3 separate regions of the Mus musculus genome follow, and all the other regions are linked to region 3. A link is a contact called in public HiChIP or PLAC-seq and promoter capture Hi-C data. All regions are on one chromosome and are shown on one strand. The core of a region is the stretch at or near the end of the contact, and the rest is flanking DNA. Distances in the headings are between cores, read along the strand shown. Region 1 has its middle 8.8 kb from the start of Gm33959. Region 2 holds the start of Pon3 (paraoxonase 3). Region 3 holds the start of Ppp1r9a (protein phosphatase 1, regulatory subunit 9A).

Evidence for each region. Promoter capture Hi-C pulls out the DNA fragments that hold promoters and counts their contacts. HiChIP or PLAC-seq counts read pairs in DNA pulled down with a chosen protein or histone mark.
Region 1: a contact with region 3 is called in a promoter capture Hi-C map of hippocampal neurons, with 2.3 times the contacts expected there. The contact joins the enhancer-like site here to the promoter of Ppp1r9a in region 3. A contact is called at or near these places in 5 of 39 promoter capture datasets (hippocampal neurons, liver, maxillary cranial neural crest and 2 more), 4 of 484 Hi-C or Micro-C datasets (cerebral cortex, myocytes, nephron progenitors and 1 more), 7 of 115 datasets of contacts at active chromatin or transcription factors (bone marrow-derived macrophages, cardiomyocytes, craniofacial prominence and 4 more) and 2 of 9 other capture datasets (embryonic stem cells and liver).
Region 2: an H3K4me3 HiChIP or PLAC-seq map of bone marrow-derived macrophages shows a contact between it and region 3, with 2.7 times the contacts expected there. The contact joins the promoter of Pon3 here to the promoter of Ppp1r9a in region 3. A contact is called at or near these places in 2 of 115 datasets of contacts at active chromatin or transcription factors (bone marrow-derived macrophages and embryonic stem cells).

The regions. Positions count from the first base shown.
Region 1 is chr6:4,576,270-4,580,318 of GRCm38.p6, reverse strand. No RefSeq gene overlaps it. Among named protein-coding and RNA genes, the nearest start is that of Gm33959, 8.8 kb to the left of the region's middle. Within about 2 kb of position 2,383, at least 5 of the 459 cell types and tissues checked have an H3K27ac peak or open chromatin away from gene starts, as enhancers often do. A contact at or near this core is called in hippocampal neurons, where this site is marked.
Region 2 is chr6:5,254,252-5,258,127 of GRCm38.p6, reverse strand. Pon3 (paraoxonase 3) reads left to right here and starts at 1,895. Exons shown (of 9, transcript NM_173006.2): 1 at 1,895-1,975; 2 at 3,542-3,612. The coding sequence starts at 1,902.
Region 3 is chr6:4,901,298-4,905,413 of GRCm38.p6, reverse strand. Ppp1r9a (protein phosphatase 1, regulatory subunit 9A) reads right to left here and starts at 2,439. Exons shown (of 16, transcript NM_001363809.1): 1 at 2,383-2,439; 2 at 1-188. Gmfg-ps (glia maturation factor gamma-like) reads left to right here and starts at 2,200. Exons shown (of 5, transcript XM_030255708.1): 1 at 2,200-2,366. The coding sequence starts at 2,200.

The DNA.
Region 1 (4,049 bases), core at 1,134-3,633, 330 kb after region 3:
AGGAAGAGTCTGGTCATGCGTTGAATACGTAAGAAGAGGAACAGGGATGACCTGTGTGCCAGGGAGAGATTGCCCAAAAGAACCAGGAATAACATGGACTTTGATGCACCTCATCACAGCACACACCACCCTTGCAACCACCTCACTGCAACTTCTTGGCTTTCCTTTCATGAGCCAATGAGGGAAGCAGATATCCGAGTCAGAGAGTGAGTGAGAGCATCGCATGGGAAGTTGTGAACAGAGTACCACCACTATGCCCTGCTGACTTTGGCCCTCTAACACCACCTCCCTTCCTCCTGTCCTGCAATGTTTAATTATAACCAGGTGACAAAGAAGACTTCTGGGATAAAAGCTTTCCTTCTGAGTTGATTGAATGCTTCCCTCATGTTAATGTGGTTGCCCGTAAAACCCCAAAAAGAACTCTTTCTCAACGAGTCTGCAGACAGCCCTGCAGGGCATCTTTCCCCATGATTCACTTAGCCAGCCTGTGCTTGCTGTCATCACCCATAAGAGAGGCAGATTGGTTCAGTCCTTCAATGAGGAGAACATTTCACTCTCCCTCTGTGGCAATAATGGCCCTTCACCCTCGAGGAAAGAGAGAACAGGAAGTTTATCTATATAGCTCTGCTCTTTTCTACTTCTGTGTGTTCGAGCTCAAGAGACCGCCTTGTTGCTATCTGTCTTTAATGGCATTTCTTAATTTCCCAATATTTCCAAGGCTGGGAAAAGTAGACACATCACTTATTTTTATGTTCTCATTCATCAGATCATTCTAGATGCACTCAGTTGAACTTTAGTTTTCCCATAGTTTCATACTTAGGTGACTATTTTGCACCCTCTATCCCACTAATCTCTGTATCTTTTGCATAACCCCTGGATAGCAAACATTCATTTCTATAGTGATTTGACTTTTTTTCTAAAGAGAATCTAACCCAATTTCACTAAACTTGTTTAAGTGTAAGAACTGTGATTCCCTAAGGGCCTGGAACATTAAATGAGAATTGAAAAACAAGGGTGTAAAATTTGGAAGTTATCTTTTCCCCCCCCAGAAGGAATACTGATAAATGATTAAATTATTTCCAACCATGTAGACAAAGCCTAGATTTGACTAGACCCAACAATAGTAAGGGACACAATAAAACCACTGCCATCTTGACCAACAGGGAAGGTATCTGATATATATCACATATATATGTATATTCTTCAAATATATATTTGCTGAGCCAATTCCTAAACAGAAAGCATTCAGGCAGAGTGTGATTGTGATATATTACAGAAAAAAATCTAAATTGGAAGGTGCTGATCATTTGTTTCTGAAACACGAAGTAATGATCCGCTATAGTTAGTATCTAAACCTAAAAAGAAGCCATTATTTTGTGGTTGAATTTAAACTCTGGTAAAGCTTTTCAAGTCTTATTCAATACTGAGTGACTCCACGGTGACAAATGCCTTAAATCAGTAACCAGTATTCTAAAGTGACTTTTATGTCATTCCTCAGGAGGCAGCCTGGAGACTCAGTGCCATGTGACTTTCAGTCAAGCCCAGAGAAGCTGTCAACATGGAGAGAGAGAGAAAGAGAGAGAGACAGAGACAGAGACAGAGACAGAGACAGAGACACAGAACACAGAGAGAAATCCTGAACACATGGGAGCGAGAAATGACTACCCACATGGGATTCAATTGCTTTTCACATGTTATTTCCCATTGCGCAAGAGCCTCCCCCACCAATTTCTCACCCCCTGCTAATTCTTTCCCCGCCAGCACAGCAGAGAATAAGAATGTAGCAATTGGTATATGTTGGCGGATGCTGTACAGACTGGGACAGTGTGAGCTTTTCTATTTCTGTTCATCGTGAAAGAGGACACATGGAGCAGGGAGCTTTTGACAGCTCTTATGGGCCCTTTGGCCAGAAACGGACTGATACCTGCAGGATCCAGAAATTGTTATTTAGGATGACCTTTAAATGTGTTGCACTATGGATAATTAGAACCTAAATTAGATTTCTGAGAGGCAGTATAGCAATGTGGCTGAGGAACAAGCCCTGGACCAGAATCTTGATTCTCTATCTTTATTAGGGTTGTATCCTATTAGATGGGGTTTTTGGATCGATTATTTAGCCTCTTTTTGCCTGAGTTTCCTTGCTGTCTACTTTATATGGCCAGCTTGTGGTGGAGCATAATGTTAATTTTCAAAGTATTAAAATGTGTCAGGCTCATGACAGATGCAGTTTTAATGTTTACTATTACTTCATAGCTAATATCAATCTTGTTTTTTTATATGCCGACACAAAACACTGGGCTCCAGGAATGGCTTCCTTAATGCAGTGGAGTTACATAACATAGTGTTAGAAACAGTAACTGCAGTGAGCACAGAATTAACATATGTGATAAGTAGGGATTGCCAAGTTTTAAAGAACTCACAGAGAGCGCTGTCAAATGCAATACTTCCTTCAGTCAGTGCGACTCAAATCAACCATTTTCTTTCTTTTTTTCCCCTCCGGTACTGTGGTCAGCAATGTCCGTGGCTTCCTTTAATCTCCCCAGCAGCTCTGCACACTGTGTTTTATTATCATCTTACTTAAGTCACAGACAAATAGAACAGTCACGTAGGAAATCAGTGAAACTCAAGCCATAAATCTGAGTACTCTGAAACAAACACACTTTCACATCTGAGTGGGATATCTTTTAATGGTTCAGGAAACATGACCCATGACAGTGCTGTCCCACAAAGACATCAGTAGGGATGGATACTACTGCCAACACTGCATTTACTTATTTATTTATTTTACTTTTATATCAAACATGGGTTGAGTCTAATGATAACTCAGGTGGGAGCTGCGTCAATAAAAGAAGTTGATTAAAATTTCTTCACAAATATTCTCTATCTATCATCTATCCATCCATCTATCTATCTATCTATCTATCTATCTATCTATCTATCTATCTATCTATCTATCTATCTATACGTGTGTATGTATATATGTAAGAATTCAGAATAGATATTACATGAGGAAAATCACTTTAAAAAAATTCTTCTAACAAAGTGGTTGCTCATTTAATGTTTTGCTCTAACTCTAAGGTTAACAATCTGCTAGGTCACATGAAACCTAACATTGTCAGTGCTAGGGTATTGGATTATTATCTCCCTATGTTTCCTTTATGGAGCCAATTACCAGATGTGTCACATCTATAGAAACTGTAAGTCTACAAGGCATTTTATACATTCTATGATTGATGTTTGCTGTTTGCCTATGCATTCTTGGAACTAAACATGAACCTCAGAATGAATGGCCTTGAACTTTTGTCAACTCTCCTGCCTTAGCCTAAGTTACTGTGACCACTGAAAATTTCTTACTTTTTTATTTTACCTAAACATGTATGTACAGACACACACATTTTAAAGATTAAGTGGTTACATAAATTTTATATCTATCCAGATGTCTACATTTCTAAGTATCGTCACTCCATAAGAACTCCAGTTTTCATCTGGAATCATTTCTCTTCGGGCTGAAGAAATTCACTCAGGATTTCAACAAATCAATTAGAAAACAAGTTTCTGTCACTGTACTTACACGCCTTGCCCTCTCTCTCTCTCTCTCTCTCTCTCTCTCTCTCTCTCTCTTCCTCTCTCCCTCTCTCCCTCCCTCTCTCCCTCTCCCCCTCCCTCCCTCTCTCTCTCTCTCCCTCCCTCTCTCCCTCCTTCCCTCCCCCTCCCTCCTTCCCTCTCTCCCTCCCTCCCTCTCCCCCCCCCACTTCTTTGGACATTTTGACTGAACATGGAGCTATGTGTTGCTGATGCTTTTTCTTTCGGCAATTTGAATTCATGGAGTTCTGTCCTCCACAGTTTCAAACGTGAAATCCAATTTATTTGAATCATTGTTCCTTACCCTTCTTGTTTGTAAGCCTGCTTGCTTTTCTGTCTGCTTCTAAGAGTTTGCTCTCGTCTACTTTGACTTTCAGCAGATAGACTATGAAGTGTCAGCCCGTAGCTTTTTCATATTGATCACGCTGGGATGTAACAAGCCTCTATTGACTGTGTGCATTTTTTCC
Region 2 (3,876 bases), core at 646-3,145, 350 kb before region 3:
ATGCTGCGTTATGCCATGGGTTGCGAGGCTAAGCACTGCACAGAGGATAGCTTGCTGTTGGCTTCCTGTGGAAGGCATGTCTGATTGCATGAAGGTTCAGTGTCCTAGTTCCCTTCCCCCAGGAAAAACGACACAGGAGCTGGCCAAGACCTCTCTGGGTGATGAGCCCAAGGGATGGTTTTGTGTAGGGCCCCTATGCTTGCACACTGGGGATCAGACCTCTACCTTCACCCAAGAGGCTTGCTTGCAGCAATCAAAATCGGGCCATAGATTAATCAGCATCCTGGCCTTCTGATGCACCTGCTGCATGCAAACAGGACAATCTCCCCAAGTGTGACTTGGCATGATAGAGAAGTAGTCAGTGACGGATAAGACTCCCTGGGCATGTCACCAACCTAAGACAGGGATCAAACCAATGCTGTTTGTCTCCCAAGGACGGGTAAGGGGCATTGCTGCAGGGGGCAATCTAAGACAGACATTCTCTCTGCCAAACAAGAAAAAAGGGGGAAATGTGAGGAGTGGGTGTGGCAGCAGTCCCAAGAAGGCGCCAGGGACTGCAGCTAAGTCTTATGTCTTGCACCTGACTTCCTCATACATCTGAAAATAAGCCACAACCATCATGAGAGCTGCGCAGGTGCACCAGGATACTGGCGAATCCATTTTGGTGGAGACATGCCCCTGCTGCCCTGATTAGCTGAAGCTGCGTGCCTGGTGAGGTGACGTGGCCTGCTGTGAGTGGATGAGGGCTGAGAGTATATAAGAGTGAGAGGCCTGGGTCAGAGAAGGAAAAAAGATGAGAGAGAAAGTTGAAGTGAGAGAGATGAAGACGGAAGTTTGCTGAATAAACTGTTGTTAGAAGGACTGGTGGTCGTGTTGTTCTTGCTGGTCAAGAGCGGACGCTACACCTTAGTCCTATAAAATCTACCTATTTCAAAAAAAAGCTCTCTTTTTAAACTGAATTCTGCTGCTGCTACCTCCTATTAGTAACTAAAAAGAGATGATCCTTGAAGGTGCGATGTTCCCTAAACTCAAGTGTCTGGCCATCTTCAGTCTCTCCAACAGTATTGTTTATCTGAAAGGAAAGTTTGCTCTTCATTGGAAAGACCTGAAATTCACAGAAGAGTAAGACTCTCCCATAAAAACGATATATTGTTGTTGATGTTATTATCATTATTATTATTAATATTATTACATTCTGCTCATCTTCCAGATTGCCAGACAGATGGACTTGTCTACCACCATGAAGGCACCAGGAAGTTCTGAGCCAAAGTTCAGAGCTCTGGTTCCTCGAGAAGGATGAGCCAAAGGGCTCGTCTTTCAGGATTTTCTTCTTCAGGGTGTATATGGAGCAATTTCTCCTCTTACATGCAGCCTGCCAGAACTCTGAAGCTTTAGTCTATGAACTCTGGCTTCCCAGGCAGCTCTCTCACATCACTCCACTGGAGAAGCTGAGGTTAATTGAGTTCTGTGACTTTAAGAAACAAATTTTCCACACCGTGAGGATTCCAGCTTGTGAGTTCAAACCTGAATGGTCCAGAGTTTAGCTGACCTTAGCCTAGGCAGAAATATGTTCTTGGACCGCTTGCCTGGAGAGCCAGCCTTAGAATCTGCACATTAAAGTGGCCTTGAACCATCGCTAATAAAGGTGGACTTGAATCAGAAGAACAAAAATCCCCTTGAAACTCAAGTAGACAAGTGGCTTTGAGCCCTCCATGTGGAGGTGGCTTTGAGCCTTGGCGCAGGAGAGAGCAAAACTCCCAAGACTGCTAGAAAGGATCAGCACAACTGCCAGGAGGTGCAGGCAGGCGGGGCACAAGGGACTGATCAGTGGGCGGGACCCTGAGTCCGCGCCCCAGAGCGGCACCAGTCTTCCTGCTTTTTGCCTAAGGCACCCAGACACCATGGGGAAGCTTGTGGCGCTGACCTTGCTGGGAGCCTGTCTGGCCTTAATAGGGGAAAGGCTGCTGAATTTTAGGTGAGTGGGCATCTCCATGGAGATGGCTTCAGCTCTTTCCTTTCTAGTCCACATCAGGGAACTCCTGCTTCCAACTTCCTAGCGTTTCCTTCCGGAAAGGAGCAGTTTTGGAACCTCAGTTCTTAGTGACCTTCTCCTTGAGACTCGTTCACTAGCAAAGGGGACAGCTGCGTGCCTTTCTAGGCTGCCAGGGTAGGAAAGCCCACGTTTGATTTCTGAAGGTTGGGTACCTTTTCCAGGTCTTCTGCTACATTGCCTTTGTGAAAGACCAAGTCATTTGGAAGTGTTGGACTTGGGGGAGGGGATCAGACTAGCAGCTGGGTGTTTATAGCTGACTCAGACACTGAAAGTGCGGGCCGTTCCAGAACCCATGCCACATTGGAAGATGAGCCAGGAAACAGGGAAGAGAGCTGAACCCCGCGGACAGGAACTGACTTGAAGGGTAGTTGACTTTTTGAAGTAGAAGATCCGGCAGGGAAACCCTCCCGGAATTACTGTCTCAAGCAAACTCAGTTTGATCTGAAAGATTTTTTTTTTTAAAGGTGGGTTCTTCTCCTCCCTCCCCTTATTGCTACTTGGGGCTAAGGCCTCTGCTTGTCATCTAGTTGTTTTTATTCTTTCTCTGAGGAGTGACTAGTCTCAGAGGTTCGCTGCTGCAATCTGTTCAGACACTGATGTCTGTTGGCAACGCTTTCTAGTCCAGCTTGAGAGGGCTCGTTGTCCCGCCTGCTCCCCAAACAACAAATGGCAGAATCTTCAAATAGTAAATTTAAGAGTGGTACAGCTAGGAAGACTAACACTTGCCTCCCCACCCTCACCCCCAAGTGTTAAAACCATACCTCTAAAGGATAATTTTTATAAATGATCAAAAGATAAATCTACCTTCAGTCTTCTTGAATACAGTTCAATTAATATTTTAATTTCTACCTAGTATTTAGAAGTCTATTTCAGTGCAAGGTAAGAGCGCTGTGCTGAAAAGCACTTTGGCTAACTAATGCCTTTAGTAGTGTCAGGTCCATAAGGTACCTTTGCTAAGATAAGTCAGCATAAGCTTAGTTGAAATGAGGAAGTTAGAGCTAAAGTTATCAGTTCAGCTCCTTGGAGACCTCAGAGAAATTTGGAATTTTTTTCTCCCTACTGGAGGAAGGAGGTCCAAAGAAAACAAGAAAATATGAAATGGGTAAGTACAGATTCATATTAGGTAATAGTTAAGAATATGATGTAATGCTGTTTGTTTGTTTTTTGTAATGCTGTTTTGTTCCTTTAAATGAAGAATAGTGTTCGGTTCTGCCTAGCATTAAGTGGGGTCTTATATTTCGTATAGAATTCTACTTTATTCTTTCAGCAATAACTGTGAAGTTAGCTTCTGTAGGCACAGTGGTTACGTGAGACATATTATGTAACTATAAACCAGAGGCGTTGTTACGGCCTCCATGAAAGGCAGTGCCATAATTGTCACATCAGGAAAGTGACTGAAAGACCTCCCTGCCTGTTCCAGGTGTCTACTTGGGATGAGTGCTTTGACCTCCATGTTGCTTTCTTCCTGTTGATTTTTATCTTCTACAGAGAACGAGTTAGTACAACTCGAGAAATAAAGGCCACAGAACCACAAAACTGCCACCTGATTGAGGGCCTCGGTAAGTACAGGGCAGGACCAAGAAGAGGGAGCAGAATTTCTTGGTCATCATTTCCCTGAGTCTACTAAATTATTTTATTCTCTATTACTTCTTGGTGTGGCTTCCGCACAAACAGGATTCTTTTTCAGAATACCCCGATGTATAGTCTCAACAGAGCATCCACAGACCAGCGTCTAGATGGCTTTTCTCAGTATGTCTCCTTAAGGGCATTTCTCCATCATGTGATGAATTTCAGTTACTATTTCTTCTTTGCCAACTCCCTCT
Region 3 (4,116 bases), core at 1,190-3,689:
ATGGTCACTGGGAAAAACAACCAAAAAGCCAAACAGACCTCTCTTCTCAATCCCCAGTGTCTGACCAGGCACAGGGCCGCTCAAATGGCACACTTGTCCCGTGACGATTCCAAAGGCTGTATTAGAAATGTATTCACAGTCAAGAGTTACACAAAATAGCTTTTTTCAAAGCAAGACTAGAGGTTCATCTGTAATAGAAAAGAATGAGTTTCTGAATTCATATGTTTATGTGAATTTCTCTTCAGTGAACTAGTCAACACTTAACACCTTGTTTTCTAAGTGTTTTCGCCACACATCAAGTCAATTACCTCGAAATGGGACTTTAAAGTTAAGAAGCTACGGAGTTATTCTAGTTTGTCCTTGGTAACAAACATAACTTGGAGATGCTTGCAAAACACACACACACACACACACACACGCACACACACACACACGCACATGCACACACCACTTGACACCACTTGACAATAATGCTTTAGACCAAGTTTGAGGTATTTCTGTGAATGAATTATGAAAGAACTCGACAACTCATTTACTTCTTTAAAAAAAAAAAATCAAAATGGCCACTTGATTTGGGAATTTTCCATAACCGTGCAGAACAGGGAAAAGTTTGGAGTCTAACGTTCCCAAACTCTAAAAATATGGCTACAGAGGCTTCTTCGATGGTTCTGAGTTAATAGCCTCATGTACACCATGCTCAAGTATCAGTTTCAGGACAAAACAGACAGAAGTAAGTTCTGGAAGGTCAATTAAGTTTTACTGTAAGTTTTTCTATGCATTGTTTGGAAGTTTCCTAGCCAAGAGGCTATTATTAACTAAGGAGTGGAGTCTCCTGGGAATAGATGCCTGAGAATGTGACAATCAGAAATCAGGTATGCCATGACACTTCCTTCCACAGTCCTGATTTGTCTACTCCTTCTGGCCCCTAACTTACTTCAAGATAGGAAGAAAAAAAAAAAAGTGAACGCCATGCATGTTTGCTGTCCTCCAGCCCACAGCTGGGTTTTCTACCAGGACGCCAGCAGCCCAACACTTCAGGCACTCAACGCAGTTCTAAACATTTTTTTTCTTATTATTCTGGTTTGTTTTGTTTTGTTTTAATGTTACACGGAACCACATCACGCTCACGCACCATCAGCTGAGAGAGCTTACACTTTCACTTAAATCAGCTCCAAAACTCGCTTCCTGGCCCAGCAGGCACGCATGCATGCATGCATGGCCCATGCAGGCAAACAAGAGAGGAGTGTGGTGCCTGTGGTTTGGGTTGGTTTTTGTTTTTGTTTTTTGTTTTTTGTTTTTGTTTTTTCCTTTATTTCTTTCTTTCCTTTTTGGAAAGCGTTGACAATGTCCTTTTTACCCATAAACACCCTCCCCTCTCCCCTAGCTGCACACCCCGCTCCCTCCCACCGCCAATTCAAGCACGAGGGGGCGGGGGCGGCGGGGGCGAAGGGGGCCGCCGGGGATTCAAAAACCTGCCCTCACAAAAGACAAACATAAATAACACCAACTTGAGAGGCAGCCGATTGATTTTCCCCAGCCCGGTTCGGGACGCCATCCCTCGGCCCCCGGGGCAGGGCCGGGAGAGCAGGTGACGCCAGGCGCTAAGGCAGGAGGAGGTCGCAGTCTAGCCTGGTGCCAAGAAGCACCTGAAGTCCTAACACATTGGCGGCGGCTCCGGGCCGCTGCCAGGCGGATCCCGGTCTGTGGCACCGGGGGAGAGACGAGCTCGCCGGCCACACTGGAGCGGAGGGAGAGCAAAGGCTAGGGTGACAATCACACGAATGCCTCTGCTTTTCCTCCCAGTGTGCCGGGGAAACAATAGATCCCGCAGAGGATCAAGCCTCCCTCCTCACCCTGGCGCTCCCGGACCGCAGTCCACCCCCACCCGCCCGCGGGTCCGCCTTTGTGCACGCCGCCGCGTCCCCGCGCTCCCGCCGCCCCGCCACCCGCACGCCGCCCCCTTACCGAGCGGCCCGGGCGGGAGGTCGGACTCCTTCGGCGCTCTTCCCCCCCGCCCCCCCGTGACCGTGCGGGGCTCGGCGCCGACCGTGTGCCCTCCGCCCGCTCGTCACGGCGCGGCGCGCGCGGCGGCCGCCTGCACTCGCGCCTCGGCCCCCCACGCGCGTCTTGCCCGCGCGGGGCGGCCCCGGGACGCGCGCTGCGCTCCCCCCACCCCCACCCCCCACCTCCACCCCAGCCATGGCGGCCCGGCCTGGGGACCCGACGCGCAAGCGGGCACCCTCGCCTGCGGCCTGGGATCGGGGACGCCGCTCGGCCCACGTGCGGGGCCCCCCACGCCGGGCCCTGAGGCCCGCGAGGCCCGATGGACTTAGGGATCAGGCCGCGGGGATGAGGAGGGCCCCGGGGTAACAGGTGCCTCACCTCGGCTGATGGGATTAACTCTAGGGCCGCAAAGAGAGGGAGCCCAGCAGCGAAATCCCAGGAGAGGGAGAGAGGGAGCCTCTGGCGGCCAACGAAGGGCGAAAGGCACCGGCCCGAGGCAAGGCCGCCCCACCCCCAAGACCGTGGGCGAGGGGGCTCTGGCACTTAGGGCAAGGCCTGTGCCTTCCAGATGCTGAGGACCCCACAGTCTGTGGTTAAGTCTGTGACCCCAGGCATCCAAGGCCTGGCCATGGCCTGGGCTGGCCTAGAAGGCCAAGACCTAGGCCCTAGTCTACTCTACTGTGGTGTCCACTGGGATGATCCAGCTGACCCTCAAGGCCACACTACTAGAAGGAAAGGGATGAAGAGGACTTTGGACTTTTCTTCTTGTATATCTTTTCTGTTCACACTCACTGGTTTTGCCCTGTTAAAAACTCTCACTACACCCTCTCCTCCCAAATAATGTGACAGGTTCCATACTCTTCTCCTTCATACAAAATGGACTTTGATGGTCAATATAGACCATTGATGTATCCAAAAGCCTTGTAGGGCACAGGTACCATTTTTGAAGAGTCAAAATTGTGTTTTTGCCACACGTATGTGAGGTGCACACATAATCCCAACACAGCCAAGACAGGAGAATTGAGTTTGTGGACACCCTATAATCCAGCCATTGTCTGGAGATACAGAAACAACAGCTGACCAATGGTGGCGCACGCCTTTAATCCCAGCAGAGAGGCAGAGGCAGATGAATCTTAGAGTTTGAGACCACCCTGGACAACAGAGTGAGTTCCAGGACAGCCAAGGCTATTCAGAGTAACCGAATCAGGAAAATAAAAATAAATATATAGTAGCAACAATAGCCTGAAATTGTGTGTGTGCATAGAAAAAGCTGCAAGATCGTGTAACCCTCTCAATACAGGCAATCTAGAAAGAGGCGAAAGTACTTAATATTCCATATAGCACTGAATGTTAGATTTAGAATTTCAGTAGCCATGGCAGGGGTCAGGCTACCGCCCTTCAGCCTGTCTGTTCAGTGCTGCCGCTCTTCAGCCTGTCTGTTCCCTAGTCATTTAGATTTTAAAATTCTCAACCTTTGCTTTAATGCAGAATTTTTAGAATTAGCTCGTAGGCTGCAGGATTGAGGCCTGTTAAAGGGTATTTTAGAGTAGATAGAGACACTTAGGGTACGATGAAGGCACACTCCAGAACACAGCTGGGCATTCTCTGAGGCTTTCTCTTTGTTTTCCTTCCAGTATATACCATTTCCGATATATATCATTCAGGCCAGTTTTGAAACTATTGTCTTCAAAGGATGAGCAAAGAACTTAAATGAGATACTGGGGTAATCCCACAGGCGTGCCCTCCAGGTTTCAATTGATACTGTAAAATTCTAGATCACCCTAATTTTGAAAGATAGGCTATCTTTACTGTAAACAAATTTCTTGGCCTGTCAAAATAGCTCAGCAGATAAGAGCACTGACTACTCTTCTTCCGAAGGTCCTGAGTTCAAATCCCAGCAACCGTATGGTGGCTCACAATCACCCGTAATAAAATCTGATGCCCTCTTTTGGTGTGTCTGAAGACAGCAACAGTGTACTTATCTATAATAATAAGTAAATCTTCTTTTAAAAAAAAGTTCTTGTTTGAGATTTCTAGAAAATGTCTAGAAAAAGAAATGAGGTACTTCCAAGGTCATTTGTGGCCTGTCCTTAAGCTTGGCTCATAGCTATT